Regions from separate parts of the Mus musculus genome. Here all the other regions are linked to region 1. A link is a contact called in public HiChIP or PLAC-seq data. All regions are on one chromosome and are shown on one strand. The core of a region is the stretch at or near the end of the contact, and the rest is flanking DNA. Distances in the headings are between cores, read along the strand shown.

Region 1 (2,700 bases), core at 162-2,661:
GACCCAAAAGGCACGAAGACTCTAAAAGACACCAGAATCGTTTGCTCTCCCCTGCTTCACATAAACACTGTCTGGATCTGAGACCCAGGAAATGAGATCAGGGTTTGAGAGGACTCCATGGATACGGGAGCTCCAGGACGCATGCCTGCCTGACGTGAAGAAGGATCTGCTGTCATTACCAGCAGCGACCTAACACACAGAGACAATGACTGAGTCACAATCCTAGCAGAAGCCCTGTCATCTACAGCGTGCTGGCTACGGTATTTAAAAACACACAGAAGGTCACATGTAATAAACAGCAGAACGTGAAGCGGGTTACACTGGCTACCCCCATTAGAGATCAGAAACCCTGTTTTAAGCGAAAAGAAATCACCTTATCCAGAGAGTTGCTCTTCTCGGGGTTCCTGTCTGGAAGGCTGTTCCCTGAGTCCGTGCTAATGAGAGAGCCTCTTGAGTCGGCATTTCTCACGCTGTTGATGTTGGGGGTTGAGGCTGTATACGGAGAAGCTAAGAGGAAATTAAAGCAAGACCAAGTTTTTGTTAGAGAGCACAAAATAAAAATAAATACTAAATTTTAAGAGGAAGTGTTTTTGTGGCCATTAATTTTTTATAAGGTCATATGGCTCGAGAGTTGTACTCAACAATTTTGCCTTTATTTTTTTTTATTTTATGTGTAAGTTTGAGATATATATATATATATATATATATATATGCATATATGTATGTATGGTACACACTGTACCATGTGTGTGCAGTGTCTGTGGAGGCCAGAAGGTGTTAGATGCCCTGAAACTGGAGTTACATGTGGTTGTGGGTGCTGGGAACTGAACCTGGGTCCTCTGCAAGAGCAGCAAATGCTCGTGACCACTGAGCCACCTCTCCAGTCTCTCATTACATCACCCTTCCAAGAACCAGGTGAGTACGGGAGACATCAAAATGACATTTCATATGAAACATGGTTAATCTACTTACTGGAGCTGTCTTTGCTCAGACACATATGAAACATGGCTAATCCACTTACTGGAGCTGTCTTTGCTCAAATATACATTATTTGCATTATGTCATACATTATTATAGAATATATTTTTTCATTATTTCATATATTATATTTGTATTATTGTAACTTACATTATTGTAGTATATATTGTTTCAGAGTAGAATTCAAGAAGAAAAAAAGGATAAATCCATCTCAACCATTTAAGCAAAAGATGGGAAACTGTATCATAAACCTATAGTATACGACCTGTATGGCAAACTGCCCCTGGATATTCCCAGAAGTGTGACAAGACACTCTGAAAAAATCTAAGGACCCAGGGTGACACCTGGCGCTGGCTGGAAACTCCATTTCTATAGAGGGGCTGTCTTGGTATTTTGCTGTGATAAAAAGCAAGTGAAGTGAAACAGGAAGTGAAGACAAGAAGTCAAAGTATAGAGGCTGAGCATCCATCCACCAAGCATGAGCAACCTACGACTAACAGCCTGGAGCCACAAATGCAAGTATTTCCCCAGGAACTTACGCATATTGTCTGTGAAAGGCCTACTAAGTTGCTGGGGTATTAAGTATTGTTTGTTTTTTAAGGCCTGAATAAACAGAACTGTATACAGACAAGTCAATTCTGATAAACAATGTTATTAGTTTTGATTTGGAGATACGATAAAAAATTATTATGACAGTTAGATCCACCCTTAATCTGTAAACTGAAAGTATCTGGCTGTGTCTGTTCCAAGAGGAAGGAAGGAACTCTCACTGGGAAACAACATTTTGACATGCATGAAACAACAGTATTTGAAGGTAGAAACTGGCCTCCAGCTTTGAACTATGGAGACTTTCTAAAGTAACTAATTGGCTTCCTGCTTAGATAAGATTGAATAAATTTCACTCTAAAAACGACTCTTTGGATTTGACATCCTGTGAACCAACAACCTTCAGCAGGAAGCCCAGGCTCTGCAGACAGCGTTAGAAGAGATCCAACTCACAACAGGCCATTGTAGATTTCAGTATGAAATTGGGCTCTGTACAAAGGCTAGGACACTTCTACAGAGGACAGATGGACAGATGAATGGATGGGCAGACGGATGGATGGACAGATAAAACAAGCCACCTCTGTTTTTCTATGTCTCTTAGCTGTCTGACTTTTAAATTTCATGGCTAATGCTACTCTCAGACAACCTGGAGATGATGTTTAATTAACTTGATTAAAGATATGTGATATGCATATGAATCCTTCTCCCTCCCGACGAGCATTTTCCTGTCACAGGGATGGGTGACAGCTTTTCTTTTTTTTTTTTTTTTTTTTTTTTTAAAGATTTATTTATTTATTATTTATTATATGTAAGTACACTGTAGTTGTCTTCAGATACACCAGAAGAGGGCATCAGATCTCATTACGGGTGGTTGTGAGCCACCATGTGGTTGCTGGGATTTGAACTTCAGACCTTCTGAAGAGCAGTCGGGTGCTCTTACCCACTGAGCCATCTCACCAGCCCGGGTGACAGCTTTTCTAAAGGGAGAGAAAAGAAGTGCGTGCTAGGGCCACATAGTAATGATGATTCTCTTAAAACAACCTTAGCTCAGAGTGGAAGCAGGACACGAAAGTCAGACCAAAGGGGTCAAGAAATGGACGCTATACCCACCACTCTCAGACTTTCAAACCAATTCCAAACTGTACTCCTAATTTAAGGCAAACAAACACAAATGCT
Region 2 (2,700 bases), core at 199-2,698, 410 kb after region 1:
GGTGTAGACTTCATTACAGCCTCTTCATTACAGTCTTGTCATTGGGTGTAGACTTCATTACAACCTCTGGTCTTGTCACTGGGTGTAGACTTCATTACAACCTCTGGTCTTGTCACTGGGTGTAGACTTCATTACAGCCTCTGGTCTTCTTGGACCACAGACGCTCAGAAATGAGTACATAGAGCACGGGCTGGTAGTGTCTGAAGCAGTGGCTTTCTTCTTATTTCCTTATCCATGTCTGTGTCTCCATGGCACCCTGCAGAACCTTGAACTCTTAAGATATGGCTGTGGCCATGGCCAGTGTTGGGTCCGTGAGGCTGAGGCTGTTTAGGAGGTCTAGTCTGCATTTTTGCCACCTTGTGCCAGCCACACAAAACACTTCACACGACCTGGAGCCTTTTCTCTCCTGTGCCTGTGGCAGGGGCTGGCTTTATCCTCTTGGTTGAGAGTGGTTTCATTTCCCAGCTGGGGCTCTGACTGCCTCTAGGAAGGCTCCCTAGGCACTGCAGGTATCTGCTGCTTTCCTGACTGACCTGTGTTGCTCTCTTTGTAGGGAGGAATGATCAATTGGAACCGGCTTTTCCCCCCTTTACGTCAGCGACGAAATATCAACTATCAAGATGGACCTCGGTCTGAGCAGCGAGCATCTCCTCCCCTGGAAGTTTCTGAAGAGCAGGTAACCAGTGACACCCGTACTCAGTCCAATCCACGCTGCAGGCTTGAAGCAGTTTGGACCAGCAAGAAATAAAAGCTTGATTAGGGGACTGTAGAGATGATAAAGTGCCTGCCATGCAAGCCTGAGGACCAGAGCTGGATCTCCAGAACCCATTAATAATGCCAACATTGTAACCCCAGTTCTGGGACGACAGAGATAGGATGGTCTTAGGGCTTGCTTAGGCAATCCAGGCTGGCCTAATTGGCAGAACTCGGGTTTCAGCAAAAAGATGGTCTTATCTCAAAAAACTAGGTGGTCAGTAGCTCAGGAAGGACACAGAAGGTTGACCTGTGCAGGGGCAGGCTCGTGGGAACACGCACGCACACGGGAGCATGTACTCCTTGTACCTTAGCTCCCTACACACACCTGTCATCCTGCTGTGTAGAAGGCTAAGGCGGGAAGGGTCTGGAGTCCCAGGGTTGAGAGGAGGTAGGAAAAGAGCAGCACCTCTGTGAGGCTTTTACTTTTATGTTTTGGTTTTTTTTTTTAAACAAGTCTTAAGCTTTTTCTTTGGTTAATTTTCAGTGGTTCAGGAGCTGTAATTCTGCCACTGAGGGAGAAATGAAATTAGCATAGCATGGGTTCTTTGTGTGTGTGTGTGTGTGTGTGTGTGTGTGTGTGTGTGTGTGTGCGCGCACGCGCGCGCGCACCCATGGTTCCACTGTGGTAAGTCTCGCTGTCGGGGAGGTCTAGCAGCAGTGGAAAGCAGGGCAGCAGAAGCAGGAAGTTGTGTTTCACGTGTTCAGACAGAGGCACTAAGCTCAGAGAACAAACTGGAAGCAGAGTGAGGCTTTCAATTCCAGATCCCACCCTCAGTGACACACTTCCTCCAGCAAGGCTTCACCGCCTAAACCTCCGCAAACAGTGTCACTAACTGGGAACCAGGGTGTTCATGTGCCTGAGACTATGAGAGACTCTTCTCATTCAGATCGCTGTGCTGATGCTGATAGATAAATATTACAGAAATATGTAGAAGAAAGAGCATGTTTCCAGATAGTAGAAAGGACAGTGTTTTCTTAGAAACCACAGCTTTACAACCATAATAAACATTAATTCAAGGGAAAGTCTTTAATATGTGAAAAATCTGCCTGTTTCTATATTTTCACACTATCTCCTCATCGATAAGATACTTGCTACACAAGGACAATAACATCCACATAGTAAAGAAATCGGGTCCCACCCAATTATCAAAACTAACATCACCAATAATGGAACAAAGAAGCACTGTATTTATGCAATGAAAGGGATTCAAAATACAGCACTTTACGCAACCTGAGGGACCTGAGTAAAGTATTGTTTATTCTTTATAGCCTGATTTCTTCATATAAGCCTGTATTGCTCATAAATTAGAATGTCAGGAAGTGCTACAGGTAAAGGGAATGAGGAGGCTGCTCCCTCCACCTAGCTGACGTCTATGGTCTGAATGCGCTGGGAGAGAAGTCTGCAGTGAAAGCCGTTAGTCAGTCAGCTGATGGTGTGGACTGTGGGTGGATGAGGTTATTAGTGTCGGACTCCAGCTTTTCCAGCTGCATTAACAGTGGCTCAGGAGATGATGAAGCAACTCGACAAATCATGGCAGCTGCTCTTGGTGAGGAGCCAGCAGGATTTTTAGGGAACTTCTGAAGCTTCACGTTTGAAATTATTTCAAATGAGAAAAAGCATTTTAAATTTTGTTTCAGTCCAAAACATTGCCGTGATAACACTTGAAATATCCCTCTGCCTGTGCAGCTTGCTTCCACAACTGGTTCCACAGCTGGCTGCACCACCAGGCCAGCCTCAGACCAAAGTGTCTGCTGTCCTGGCATGCTCTGTAACTCAGAAGGTCTGCCCACAGCCCTGCCATAGGCCTGGGCAGGTGCTTTTGGGAGAGCGCTGTCAACTGGCCACCTTGGGCTAACAGTCGGTCAGTCGGCCCTTTTGTCTGGGAGTCTCTTGCCTCAGGCTTGTGTTTCACTAACTCCGTTAGGTTTGGGCGACAGAGGAAC
Region 3 (2,700 bases), core at 60-2,559, 360 kb after region 1:
AAATAAAAAGAAAGATTGAAAATAGAAGTTTGCTGTATCACTTAAGTCTTGGAGGAGCCCATTTGTCAGCTGTGAAATTAATGAAATAAAAAAGCACAGGAAAGCCGCCCATTCACGTAAGGCCTGCCTTCTGCCGCTGTGTTCTGGAGGCAGGGTGTAGCCACGGTGTGAGTGCAGCTTGTAGACAAGCCTTGGCTCTGAGGAGCCGGCACCAACAACTCTGGCAGAGTTGACAGAAGTTTCTAACTTTTGTGAGGATTTTTCTTCCTGAAAATCTTACTTTCCACTTTTGAGGAGTTTTTCATAGCAAGTTCATGAGATGTGACCTCAAACATTGGTGTGTGTGTGTGTGTGTGTGTGTGTGTGTGTGTGTGTGTGTCTGTGTGTCTCTTTCTGTGTATGTGTGTGTCTATGTGTGTGTGTGTGTCTATGTCTGTGTGTGTGTTTGTGTGTGTGTGTGTGTGTGTGTGTGTGTGTGTGTGTGTGTTTGTGGTGGTGGTGGTGGAGTTGCAGCATCTCCATGTTAACCGTACTGTAAAGATGAGGAGAGCCACCCCAACATAAGAGAGGGGAGGGCAGCTGTTGTGTGTCAGCCTGCACATGATGCCTGGGTGAGCCTGTGAACTGTGCCTTAGCATCTGGTACAGCTAAAAATGGGAGTGATTTCAAATTGTTCAGGTATGGGGGTATTCTACCCAGTGTTGGCTGTAACAGGAAGATGCAAAAGTGTGAACAGCTCAGATTCTCTCAGTAGATGACTTGCAGACGTTGAGTGGTTCAACCGTGCTGTGGCATGTGAAAGTGGCAAAGCCAGACTGTTTCTTGGCTGGAAGTATGTTAAGGAAAGCTGATTGCATGACTTGGTACTCTGAGGGAGAATGCACACAAGCACACAGAAAGATGCCTGCTTGGATATTATATGTGCCAACAGGTAATACTGTATGAGTGATTGGGGACTTGTATCCATACAGCCTAAATTCAGAACAGTGAACATAGATTGACTGAAGTAAGGTAATGATCTTGTTAATTGGAGGAAGCAATGTTATTTTGCTCTTCTTGCAAGAGCATCATCACCCAGTGTTCTTCACAGCTTATTCCACATTTGTGCTCTCACTTACTCTGCCTGCCTACCTTTAAGTCCTGTCTGATGAGGACCTCATATGGGTCTGAGGAGTTAAATATCACGTTGGGTCCTTCTATGTGGTGCTCCCTTCAGTCCTTTGAGGAGCAGCTGTCTCATGAGCCCTTAAAGAACTGAGAGATTGTGGTTTCAGAGTACAGACAGCATGACATATGTGGTTAGCTCCCACAGGGTAGATGGGGCAACCTTCCCTAAAGCAGGGCAAGCCAGTCCCACACAAGACTGGGACAGGGATCTTGAGTGACCACTGTTGGACCAGAGCCAGCCAAAGGCAGCACTTTTAGAGTATGGACATGTAAGTAGGATAGGTCAGAACCTGGCCTCAGAAAGCAGATGGAGACGGCTTGAAAACAGGCTCCTGTTGGATACTTAGCAGCTTCTGGGGATTGAGTCTACATTTCCCTCAGTTCGTGTTTCTGTCTTCCCTGTGTTCTCAATGCTGTCATTTCAGTACACTTTATTATCTCCACATTAAGAGGAAAGTCCTTTCACATCCTTGGCTGCTGTTACCCAATTCCTAAGGCAATAAATCTCAATTTATTATATGTCTTCAGAGTTAGAATTTGTTCTTTCCTTTAATCATCTTCTGGATTACTCTCGTGAGGCTTAAGATAGCTTCACACTTTTAGCAAACAGTACTTTTAGTGCTTTTAGTCTACATGTGCTGGATCCCGGGAATGCAGAACGAGAGGGTTTACAACTGAAGAGAGAGAGAGACAGTGTGGGGCTGGCGTGCCGTGTGGCTCAGCCCTGCTGCTTGTCTTCCTCCTCGTGCACCCAGTGTCCGGTCTGGATCTCAGCTTCTCCTTTCCATCACTCAGAGTATAACTTACACTTTAATGCACTTTAATTATTTCTCATTTTAATTATTCTTAGGCAGTAGCTTCTGATAAGTTTAGAATACGTATGTAAACACATATACAAAATATACCTGTATACACATGTGTGCCTGAGTTAAACCTGAAAGTACTGTAATATGTCAGTGAACACATAGGGGGAAGCCCACAGAGTGTGTCTTAGATCTGTTTCCCTTAGAACACTAACATTTATAAGAATAATAGTTTCAGTGCAGTGCTTTTGATGACATTGTACACTTGACTACATTCCACACACTCAGGGACCGAAATCAAGATGATGACATCTTTCCCCAGGAGCACAGATAGTAACTGGGCTGCATGAAATGGAATTAATTGTTCTTCAGGGTTGACCTTCCTGAAGAGCGGGGCATTTGTGGCATTGTGTATCTATCCTTCAGCTCTAAACCCTCAAATATTAAAGAGGTACTGTTTCTATGTTCCCAGATTTAGCATATGTAGACTAAAACTACTGAAACTATGAACGTATAAAATGGTGTGGTCTACCCCCAAACCTCCACTTCCCTGGAAGCCATCTTGTCATTCTCTGATTTCCCTGCTAAGCTGCACAGTCTGCCCTGTGTCTGTAATGTAACATTTGATCCTTCAGCTTTCCTGTCATCCTAACTTTGTCTCCCTTTTTTACTTAAGGCATCAACAATTCTCAGAATAAATGTTAGATTCCTTCCAACGTCCTTCCCTGAC
Region 4 (2,700 bases), core at 195-2,694, 460 kb after region 1:
GGTTTTGATTTGAGGACAGCCTGGCCTACAGAACAAGTCCTAGGCCAGTCAGTGGTACACAGTGAGATCCTGTCTCTAAAAGTCAATCCCCGCCTCCACCAGGGGTGGGGGAAGTGTTAGTGCTGGAGAGAGAGATAGGTCAGCACTTAAGAGCCCTTTGCTGTTCACCCAGGGGTCCTGAGCACCATTCTCCATATTGGTACAGCAGTTCACGACTACCCATGACTCTAGTTCCTGGGATCCGATGCCCTCTCCTGCCCTCTGTTGGCACCAGTCATGCATACGATGCGCCCATGTACACACAGCCAAAAGTCATACACATAAAACAAAAAAGTAAAAAAAAAATTTTTTTTTAATTCTTCAGGCTGGACAGGTGGCTCAGTGAGTAAGTAAGGTTCACTTGCCATCCAAAATTGAAATTCAAATCTCAAACACCTACGTCAAAAGTAAAGCACTGTGGTGTGTGCCTCTTGAGAAGTTGTTGTGATAAAAATTCTGACCCAACCCAACCTGGAGAGGAAAAGGTTTATTTCATCTTGCACTTTATAGTCACTGAGTAGGGCCGGAACCTAGAAGCACGAACTGAAGAAATGCTGCTCTCTGGCTCCCTCCTCATGACGGGCTCAGCCTGCTTTCGTAGACATCTCTGGACTGCCTGCTGAAGGTGGCACTGTCCACTGTGGACTGGGCCTTCCGACATCAATCACTACTCAAGAAAATGCCTAGGGTTGCCTATGGGCCAGTATTGTGGAAGCATTTTCCCACCGAGGTTCTCTTCTTCATATGACCCTAGCTTATGTTACAATGGCCAAGGTGGCTCTGTGTGTGTGTACTTAATAAAATAGTGCAACTTTTAAGCTATGTATCAAACATCTTTCTGGGGTTTTATTTCATCTTATTCTGTTCCTGACATCTGATATTTGTCTTGATGGTTCTCATTCTCCCAACATCCTAGACCCAAACCAAGTTCTACAAGCCTCAGTACAAGATACTCTTCCTATCTAAATGTCTCTGCTTTGCCTTGATCTCTGGAATGCTAGAAGCCTGGGGTTGATCGCACAAAGCACCATGCTACCTGACAATGCTGTCTGGATCCTGCTCAGCAGCGAGGGCATCCTCTCTGATCACAGCAGGACACAGTGACCACAGTGAATGCTTATTGCCTTGAAATAGCTGTTCCCTGGGTACCGTTCAGGATGTCCCGTGTCATAATGAAAGCTATATAGACAAGTCCATGAAGACAGAAGCAAAGATGGAGTAGTCTAGCCATGAGCCATGGAAATCCCAGGCTCACCGGAAGCTGGATGAAACAGGAGCCCTGGAGAGAGCATGGTCCTGACTACACCTAGAGTTTAGAACTTCATCTCCCAGGCGAGCAGGAGCATGAAAATCTCACTTTAAGCCACCCTGTTTGTGGTGTATTGTTATTGGCAGCTGTGAGAACTTCCTCAACACATCCTCTACTGCTTTTCCGCTGGCAAAAACCACAGGTGTTTACATACAGATTGCCATTGCTATAGAGATCTGAACATTTCTCCTTTTTTATGTTTAATGTCTCATAACTTTGAAATTATAATTTACTAATTGTTTAATAAGTTATTAAATCACAAACACGTTTATTCTGCACTCCAGTGCTAGTGTCTCTGTATTTCCATACAGTAATTCATCCACTCTTTGCTTTACTTTAGGCATTTACAAACATTATTCCAAGGAAATGTCCCGCTGGCTTTACCAGAACTCTATCCACACACAGTACAGTTCTCACCTCAAAGGGAATAAGAAGTAGTTAATTCTGAAGGCAAAATGCATGACTAAGGCCTGTGAAGATGGATTCAAGTTGCCCCAAATACTGTTCATACATGGCATGTTCTTATAAGTACAGGAAAAACCCCTAAAGCTCTTCCAAATCCATTGGTGGAGGCATGTTTACCTGTGTTACAGCAAAATGGGGACATGTCTGCTGTGGGTCTCACCATGCTGAAGGGAGCGCTGCATGCTCTGTCACATTCTCAACCTTAGGGACAATGTAGGCTTGTGGTCTGTTCATGCATCCCAAAGGCTACACTGGAAGGTCACAAGAGTGTTATGTCAGACAGATCTGCAATGAGTAGCAACTACAGGGGCCAAAGCTAGCCCAAGATAACTTTGCAACATTTCATCTCCTCACAGTCATGAGGTTCTGACCAAGTCCTTAGTCTGCTTGCAGAAGGTTTAACAGAAGTGTGGCCTTTTGGGAGGGGGACCCTTACAAAACCCCAAGGGGCCCACCCACTTCAGCCTGGGCTTCAGTACCACATCTGATCAGAAGAGGGCACCAGAGGACCTGTGCAAAGACTGGTACTTCAACCTCTTCTACTGCGTTTCACTCAGGCACAGATACAGAAACGTCCTCTCTCAATTCAGGTTACTCTTAGAATGCACTGTGATCAAAATGTGGAATCATCTTCAAGCCTGCTATCCTGTTTACTTGTTGAACTAAATATTTCCTACCATTTTCCCCAGTGATCGCATGAGCATTTGGTACTGAAGTTGTTTTAAACCAAAATATCCTCTAGCTGGAGCTACCTGTAATTTCTAAGTTCTGTAGAACAGTGGGCAGTGTGCAGATACACAAAGAACAGAGCTGGGGCAGTGGTTCCGTGGGTAAAGTGCTTGCTGCCCAAGCCATGTGCAGTGAGTGCCTGGTGCCTGGACCCCAGC

Evidence for each region. HiChIP or PLAC-seq counts read pairs in DNA pulled down with a chosen protein or histone mark.
Region 2: an H3K27ac HiChIP or PLAC-seq map of microglia shows a contact between it and region 1, with 5 times the contacts expected there. The contact joins two enhancer-like sites. A contact is called at or near these places in 2 of 115 datasets of contacts at active chromatin or transcription factors (memory CD8 T cells and microglia) and 1 of 9 other capture datasets (pancreatic islet).
Region 3: a contact with region 1 is called in an H3K27ac HiChIP or PLAC-seq map of microglia, with 5 times the contacts expected there. The contact joins two enhancer-like sites. A contact is called at or near these places in 2 of 39 promoter capture datasets (liver and pre-B cells) and 1 of 115 datasets of contacts at active chromatin or transcription factors (microglia).
Region 4: an H3K27ac HiChIP or PLAC-seq map of large pre-B cells shows a contact between it and region 1, with 4 times the contacts expected there. The contact joins two enhancer-like sites. A contact is called at or near these places in 1 of 15 datasets of contacts at CTCF or cohesin (large pre-B cells), 7 of 484 Hi-C or Micro-C datasets (B cells, the N1E-115 cell line, cerebellum and 2 more), 4 of 115 datasets of contacts at active chromatin or transcription factors (astrocytes, large pre-B cells, memory CD8 T cells and 1 more) and 1 of 9 other capture datasets (adipose tissue).

What each region holds. Positions count from the first base shown.
Region 1 is chr14:121,599,315-121,602,014 of GRCm38.p6, forward strand. Dock9 (dedicator of cytokinesis 9) reads right to left here. Exons shown (of 54, transcript NM_001081039.1): 34 at 374-507. Among named protein-coding and RNA genes, the nearest start is that of Slc15a1, 95 kb to the left of the region's middle. Within about 2 kb of position 1,412, at least 6 of the 459 cell types and tissues checked have an H3K27ac peak or open chromatin away from gene starts, as enhancers often do. A contact at or near this core is called in microglia, where this site is marked.
Region 2 is chr14:122,008,238-122,010,937 of GRCm38.p6, forward strand. Ubac2 (ubiquitin associated domain containing 2) reads left to right here. Exons shown (of 9, transcript NM_026861.2): 8 at 554-676. Among named protein-coding and RNA genes, the nearest start is that of Gm33473, 15 kb to the left of the region's middle. Within about 2 kb of position 1,449, at least 121 of the 459 cell types and tissues checked have an H3K27ac peak or open chromatin away from gene starts, as enhancers often do. A contact at or near this core is called in microglia, where this site is marked.
Region 3 is chr14:121,957,577-121,960,276 of GRCm38.p6, forward strand. The region is part of intron 4 of Ubac2 (ubiquitin associated domain containing 2); the gene reads left to right. The region is part of intron 1 of Gpr183 (G protein-coupled receptor 183); the gene reads right to left. Among named protein-coding and RNA genes, the nearest start is that of Gpr183, 6.3 kb to the right of the region's middle. Within about 2 kb of position 1,310, at least 52 of the 459 cell types and tissues checked have an H3K27ac peak or open chromatin away from gene starts, as enhancers often do. A contact at or near this core is called in microglia, where this site is marked.
Region 4 is chr14:122,062,422-122,065,121 of GRCm38.p6, forward strand. No RefSeq gene overlaps it. Among named protein-coding and RNA genes, the nearest start is that of Timm8a2, 29 kb to the left of the region's middle. Within about 2 kb of position 1,445, at least 71 of the 459 cell types and tissues checked have an H3K27ac peak or open chromatin away from gene starts, as enhancers often do.